Regions from separate parts of the Mus musculus genome. Here region 1 is linked to region 2. The links are chromatin contacts, called in public Hi-C maps. All regions are on one chromosome and are shown on one strand. The core of a region is the stretch at or near the end of the contact, and the rest is flanking DNA. Distances in the headings are between cores, read along the strand shown. Region 1 overlaps 4933400C23Rik (RIKEN cDNA 4933400C23 gene). Region 2 has its middle 70 kb from the start of B430319G15Rik.

Region 1 (3,658 bases), core at 613-3,112, 160 kb after region 2:
GCAGTAAACAATAACAATAAACATTAGTAAACATGCATTAGCATTAGGATATAGCTATGTTGGCTGTTCGATAGACTTCATGCAGGGTACTTCACTGTCCCAATTAATAGATCATGATAGTTCTATTATCCATCCATTAAACCATACTCAAATAAAGCTGCAGCTCACATGAGCGATCTGTGTGTAACCAGCTCTTCTCTTTCCTAATACATCTATCTTAAGAGGAAGGGAAGGAAAACAGTGGGAAGCTATCTGAATGATCATGCTGCTGAACTGTCTCTGGACATACAGGTTAAATATTGTAATGACAGCTTTGTATCTAGGAAAGAGTGACTAAGAACACCGTAACTTTTATGAGATGCCATGCTTATCAATAAGTAGGTCACAAGAGCTAGATACAGGAGTGCAAACCTGTACTTGTCCAGGCATTAGGGAGGCTGAGGCAGCAGGGAAGCAGATTTAAGACCAATCTTTGCTACATAATGAGTTCCAGACCAGCATGATGTACATGTCTCATAAAAGCAAAAGGCAGCAATAAAACAATCAAAAGAAAAATCATTGCTTGTGGGTTTTTGAAACCGGCTCTCATGCAGCTAAGTTTGGTTTCAAATTTCTTAGTTCAAGGATGATTCTGAACTCTTGAAGCTCTCATCTCCAACTTCCACGTAGTAGAATTTGCAGGACAGGGCAACCAGTGCCAGCTAATAAATCGTATTTGATCCTGAGGCTGCTCTGCACTTCAGTTCTGTGTAAACAACTTGCCATTTTGGCATCTACTCATTTTGACAAGCTTTGTGTTTTAAATGGAGACCATATTCATTGATAGTCGTTGATTTCTGATTCATTTTATCTTAGATACATTTTTCTACTGTTGGTTTCTTTTCGTTTCGTTCACTTGATATTTTGTCCCTTCTTGTCTTCTTTTCACTTGACTTTTTAAATATGTTTTTATGTGTAGTATCACAAAATTACATGGTATTTTAAGGGTATATGTGTTCCTCCCCCTTACCCCCTCCCGGGTATGTGTGTGTGTGTGTGTGTGTGTGTGTGTGTGTGTGTGTGTACATGTGTATGCAGGTGCAAGTGCATGTATATGTTCATACACATGAAGGTTAAAGTACAACCAACCTTAGGTGTCATTCTTAAAGTACCATCTATCTAACTTAGTTTCTAAGTTTGTTTTGCTTTGTTTAAAGACAGGTCTTTCAGTAGCCATGAACTTGCCAAGCAGGCTGTGAGACCTTTGGTCTGGTTCTCCAAAGCTGGGACTACAAATACATGTCACCACACCCAGCTACTTGATTGTGGGTCCTGGAGATCAAACTCAGGTCATAATGCTTGCAGAACAAGCACTTTATTGACTGAGCCATCTTCCCAGCCAACGACTCTTATTTTTTTTAATTAATAGAAATTATAGCATTTTCTCTTTGTTATCAAAACATAATGTTTTAGTGCTTTTGCTTGGCTGCTAGGTAGACTATCTGTTTCTGTTGTTGGAACTTTATTAGATTTTTTTATTGAGAGATATTTCTTATCAGATCTGATTGAGTTTCACTGTCTATTACATGTGAGATTTGTAAAATGATCAGAACTAGTTCAGGCTTCTCATCCTCTGGTTGCTTTTAGTGAAAAATAACTTACTAGATCACCTGGTGTATTAATTACTTTTCTTTTCTTCTGTGCTAAAACACTGTGATCCAAAGAGACTTCCAGAAGGAAGAGTTGATAGGATCTCTGGTTCCAGACAGATAAGAATCCTTCGTGATGGGAAGGCTTGGAGTGAGCAGGATTGGTTTGGACAGTGGTTAAACTGAGAAAAGAATTGTCTGTGACTTTTACCCATGCTAATTAATTTAACTGATTCCTCCAGGATAAACAGTTTCTGAATGAGTCATTCTGACTCCCAAAGTCATTCAGCCAGGGGATCCCACAGGCCTGTGATGCCTTCAATGTTTCTCTCCTCTGAGGCATTTTCAATGGGTGCTGATTGATCATTTGTTTTCCTTTTGTTTGGTTCCAGGTTATTTCTCCTTTGTGAAGCTGTTCACTCTGTTTTGCTGAAGGACCATGTGAGCATGCTAAGTGGTGGGTCATATAGGGAGCTGCCCTTATCCTGTGTTGTGATGTGTATAAAATTTGAGAAATCCACAGTGGCCGGTGTCAACCTCTGTAATGGGTTTATATGTATAGTTATAGTCTAGTCTTACTTCTTTGTTTGAGACTCTGTCTGAGGACCTGAGAATTTTTGTGCCTTTGTGGGTTTTTTTTTCCCCAGTGCTGGAGAAATATTTGAAAACCAAAATGAGTTCTATGCTGACAGGACTCACATTACTTGTAATTAGTATACTTTCTTTTAATTTTGTTTAAAAATATTTTACCCTGACTTAAAACTGAAGTCTCAACTATGGTAATTTTCTTGTCTTTAAGTATTAATATAATGATGACCACTGTCCTCTGACAGCACCTTGATATTGACTTTCCAAATTTTGAGATATGTGTTTATTAATGTCAGCATCATGAAAACATTTCTCAGACAGGACCAGGACATAGGGTCAGGGGTTCCAGGAGGCCTTTAGTGCAGAAAAAGTAGACTCCTTAAAAACAGCTTGAAAACAAGCTTCAACCAGGAGATTTAATTATTTCCCATCCACTGGATCTGATATTAAATAAACTCAGAGCTAGTGACATTCTCTGATGAACAGGTTATGAAGCAATATTTTTCTCCTTGGGCTATCCTACTACAGCTCAATTTAGCAGGCCACATTCATAAAAACTCAAATAAAAAGTGATTTTGAATGGTGTTCAGCCTCAGTTTCTTGGAATATGGAGAAAGGGTTTTGGAAAAACATGTAAGATAATCCTGAGAACTTAAAAATAGTTAACCATCGTTATGCATGCATTGATCCACTTTATTTAAAAATCATACACATGGTTAAATTATTTTCCATGGCAAAGTACTTACATGATGAAATTTGATAATGAAATACTTTTTACAGCAGAATTTAATTCGACAAGTCAAAACTGTAAATAACCATTGTAGAAATTCCACAATTATTTTTTCAGTATAGGATAATGATAATAAAATCCCTGTAAAAAGGGAAAGAAAAAAATTCTACAATTGAAAGTACATTTTATTAGCAAAAATTAAAAATTTTAGAGATTTCTTAGGCTTGGAAGATCAAAGACCTCAAATTTCAGCTGAGTAGATAAAGAGCCTGCTGGAGCAAGGAAAAAGAAATGAAGACTTCTAATGATCATAAAAAAAAAACACAGCCCAAGTGATTAAGTGCCCTGGATTACACAGAAACCCCATAGAAGCAGAGAGCAGAATAGTGTTTCCTAGGGGCCAGAGGAAGAATGGAACCAAGAGCTGTTATCAAGGGGTTTTATTCAGCTACAGTAAAGGAATACATTAAGAGTGCAGATGTAAAAAAAATAAAATAAAAAAAAAGAGTGCAGATGTGCAGTAGTCTGATAACTAACACTGTACCGTGCATTCACAATAAGATAGGATAGCAAATCTCACCAAATATTTTAAAGCTGTGTCAACACTTTAAAAACATCAAAACATGTTATACTGCATAGCTGTCATCTAGTTTCATGTTGTTTAAATTTTTTATTAATGTATTTGTGTGATTTGCTAGCATGTATGTCTGTA
Region 2 (3,317 bases), core at 755-3,254:
TCTCACCTAGTAATGCTAGTAACTGCTAGCGTGTGTTACTAATAAAACTTGTATAGAAGATGTCAGACGCAGGTACATTTGATACATTTTGGAGTAGACAAGTTATAGCTATACCACCACAGGAACAGGTCTCGAGGAGTCTACAAAGAAGAAATCTTTTCAATTACTGTATATGAAAAAGAAAGAAATAGTAATTGTGAAATAGTAATTGTGAGTGCTCATTACAAGGCTGATGGCTGGAACATTAAGGACACATTACTGTGGTTAAAAAAAATAGAAACTGTGTGATTGAAACACTGAAAGTTACAATGTGCATTTTTGACATTAATGATGTTTTTATAAATGGAGAGTGGTTGTCAAAATAGTTCTCGGCTATGTCTGCTTTTCGTGTTCACCTGTTCACAACCACCCTTTCCTTGTGCCTTGGCTATTTAACCAAACTAAAGGGACCCAACTCACTCTACAGCACTGGTTCTCAACCTTCCTAACTCTGTGACCCTTTAATATGGTTCCTCACGTGCCGGTTATCCACAACTATAAAATTATTTTTGCTGCTACTTCATAGCTGTAATTTTGATACTGTTGTGAATCATATGATACAAATATTTTTGTTTCCTGGTAGTCTTAAGGTGACCCCTGTGAAAGGGTCTTTGGACCACAAAGGGGCCATGACCCGCAGGTTGAGGACCACTGCTTTAAGCTGCTATCTCTACACTCATCTCTGAACCTCAAGGACAAGGAATGGGAAATACGTGTTATTGTGAGGATTGGATGCTGTGGCAGTGATCATCCAGAGCTGGTCCTAGATGAGGAATGATATGGGCCCTTCACCCCCCAAATCAAATCCATGTGGACACTCTAGACAGGGAAGAAATCCATCCTAAAGTGGTTGTATAGCTTTCAGAATTAATCACAGCTTTTTTTCTTTGCTCAGTGACTCTCAGGGAAATCTCTCCAGACTCCAGGTGCAGTGGTCCGTAGAAGCTCTGGCGGCAAAGCTGAGCACCCACCCAGCCAAGTCACAAGTTAAGAGACAAGGTTCATTGTCGTGCATCTACTAAACATTCAGGCTCAGCACCAAGATCTTCTGGTGAAACAGAGCAAGAAACACAAAATGATAAAAAGCGCTTCTGCTCTTATCTGGCTGGCGGGATCATGCCAGGCCATGTGGCTACCATCATAGGGCAGGCGGGAGGTCTCATCATCGGCGGCCTGAGCATCATGGGCATGTGGCCTCCCATGGGCGGTCTCATCCCAGGAGCTGGTCCCACGGACATCATCCCAGGCGGAGGGAGAGCCCATCACTGGCATCATGGGCGGGCCTCCCATGTGGGGTGCAGGCATACTGTCAGGCGGAGGAGGACCTGGGAGACTGGAGGGAGGTGGGATCATGGTCCCAGCAGGCGAAGGAGCAGAGAATGGAGCCCGGAGGGAATTTCCTTGTTGAAATGCAGCCGTTGTTTCGTCAGCTCTGGCAAGCTCTTCCATCCATTTCTGGGAATAGTCTTTCACATTCTTGTTTCCGACCACTGCGGTGTGTCTTCCTCACAGACAGAGAATCGTGGGTAAGATACATACCACAGTAGTCATAATAAAACGTAGGCAGGTTGCTCCTCAAGCCCTTGTCTATCAGGGTCCCCGCCACAAGGAACTGACGCCGGATTTTTCACTACATATGAGATGAAGGTGTTGAGTCTGTCCCTGAATAGAGCTGTGCACATATTGTCCAAGTTGGAGAGAGTGATGCATTAAGTCTCTATCAAGAACTCAGTGTCTCTGCTTTCATTATTCAGTTTATGAGTGATTTTTCTCATAGGGCGGCATGTGGTAGACTTCCAATAGGCATTTTTAAATCGAATGAATTGGTGTTAAAAAGAAAGTATTATATGTATTTCAAAAACTATCTAAAAAGCTCCCATTTAATCATCTAACTCTGAAGTAAGATATAGTCCTAAAATAGCAACCAGTGAAGAGAGTGGATTCAGATGTGGAGGCTGCGAGTGGCCTTGACGTGTTTACTGGAGTCACACGGTTACCCTGGTTACTGATGGTTTTGCTCATTCCATTTGGCTGGCTGATTTGACCAAACATCGTTTCAACATCTTTTCAGACTGGCCTGCGAAATGGGATAAGTACTGTTTAGGAGAGTTAAAACTCGAGTAATGTCGAAAGAAAAAGGAAAAAAAAAAGGCTAGAACTTAGTAACTCTTTTTAGCTGAAAGGTAGAGATTAGTGGATCATACAAACTTAGAAAATAGTAATTTTTGTAAAAGTATGAACATGTTATTTTTAACTGTACAGTTGCTATAGTAAGTTGGTCATGTGTAAAAGGAACTTGCAGTGAATTCAAGGGTAAAGAAATGATGATCATAGAGTAGGCAGGGCTCAGGAAATATGATTATTTTTATTTGTGTGTGGGTGTGTGTGTTGAGACAGGGTCTCTCTGTAGTTTTGACTGTTTTGAATCTAGCTATGTAAACAAGGCTGGCTTCGAATTCGGCTTGCCTCTGCCTTCTGAGTACTGGGTTTAAAGACATGGGTTACCACTGCTGAGGGAATAATCTGATTTTATTACCTACCAGGTATGGTGGAAAATTGACATGAACACATAGGTAGTCTTTTGCTGGTTAAATAGCCTTCCTCTACTAATTTGGGATGTTTGTCTTGGTAATGTTTTTTGGATAAGAGTGTTTGCAATACATTTTGTAAAAATTTAGTCCATTGTTAATCTCTTTGTGGTCTAAAATGAGGACACAACAATTTAAAAATACACGCTTGTCTCTGTGACATAGGTGATGGCTCTCAGATGCTTGTGGCCTGGATGATGGCTGATAGTTCACCTTTGTGACAGGTACAGGTACTCTTGAGTCCTAATGTGCTTCCGGATTCCCTGCCCTGTCACAGGTGGGTTTATGTGACTCTGTAGATCACTCCAAGACAGGCATGCATTTGGGTTAGCCTCTAAGCCAGGTACACTGAGAGGTCTGATCCTAGAGTCACCCTTGGAAATAAGTAAATGCCTCACTGAGTCAGGCTTTGAGAGTTCAAAATCCTCCCAGTTTGTTCTGTCAATTTCTCTATCTCTATCTCTGTCTCTCTGTTTCTGTTTCTCTCTTCCTCCCTTCCTCCTGCCCTTTCTCCCCCCTCCACCACACTCTGCTTGCTGCCTGCAGTTTCAGATGAGAGCTCTCAGCTGTTCCTGCCTCCCTTGTCTTCCTGCTACCACGCTTCACCACTCTTGAGGCTGATGGACTCTTAGCCCTCTAGAACCCTAAACCCCAAATAAACCTTTTCCTCTCTAAGTTGCCTTCATCATG

Evidence for each region. Hi-C and Micro-C count contacts between places; a contact is called where the count stands out from the background.
Region 1: a Hi-C map of uterus shows a contact between it and region 2, with 2.1 times the contacts expected there. The contact joins two enhancer-like sites. A contact is called at or near these places in 3 of 484 Hi-C or Micro-C datasets (the HPC-7 cell line, nephron progenitors and uterus).

Annotation. Positions count from the first base shown.
Region 1 is chr9:92,771,424-92,775,081 of GRCm38.p6, forward strand. 4933400C23Rik (RIKEN cDNA 4933400C23 gene) reads left to right here. Exons shown (of 5, transcript NR_040770.1): 2 at 2,021-2,085. Among named protein-coding and RNA genes, the nearest start is that of 4933400C23Rik, 55 kb to the left of the region's middle. Within about 2 kb of position 1,863, at least 2 of the 459 cell types and tissues checked have an H3K27ac peak or open chromatin away from gene starts, as enhancers often do. A contact at or near this core is called in uterus, where this site is marked.
Region 2 is chr9:92,611,372-92,614,688 of GRCm38.p6, forward strand. It overlaps the pseudogene Gm2495. Among named protein-coding and RNA genes, the nearest start is that of B430319G15Rik, 70 kb to the left of the region's middle. Within about 2 kb of position 2,005, at least 35 of the 459 cell types and tissues checked have an H3K27ac peak or open chromatin away from gene starts, as enhancers often do. A contact at or near this core is called in uterus, where this site is marked.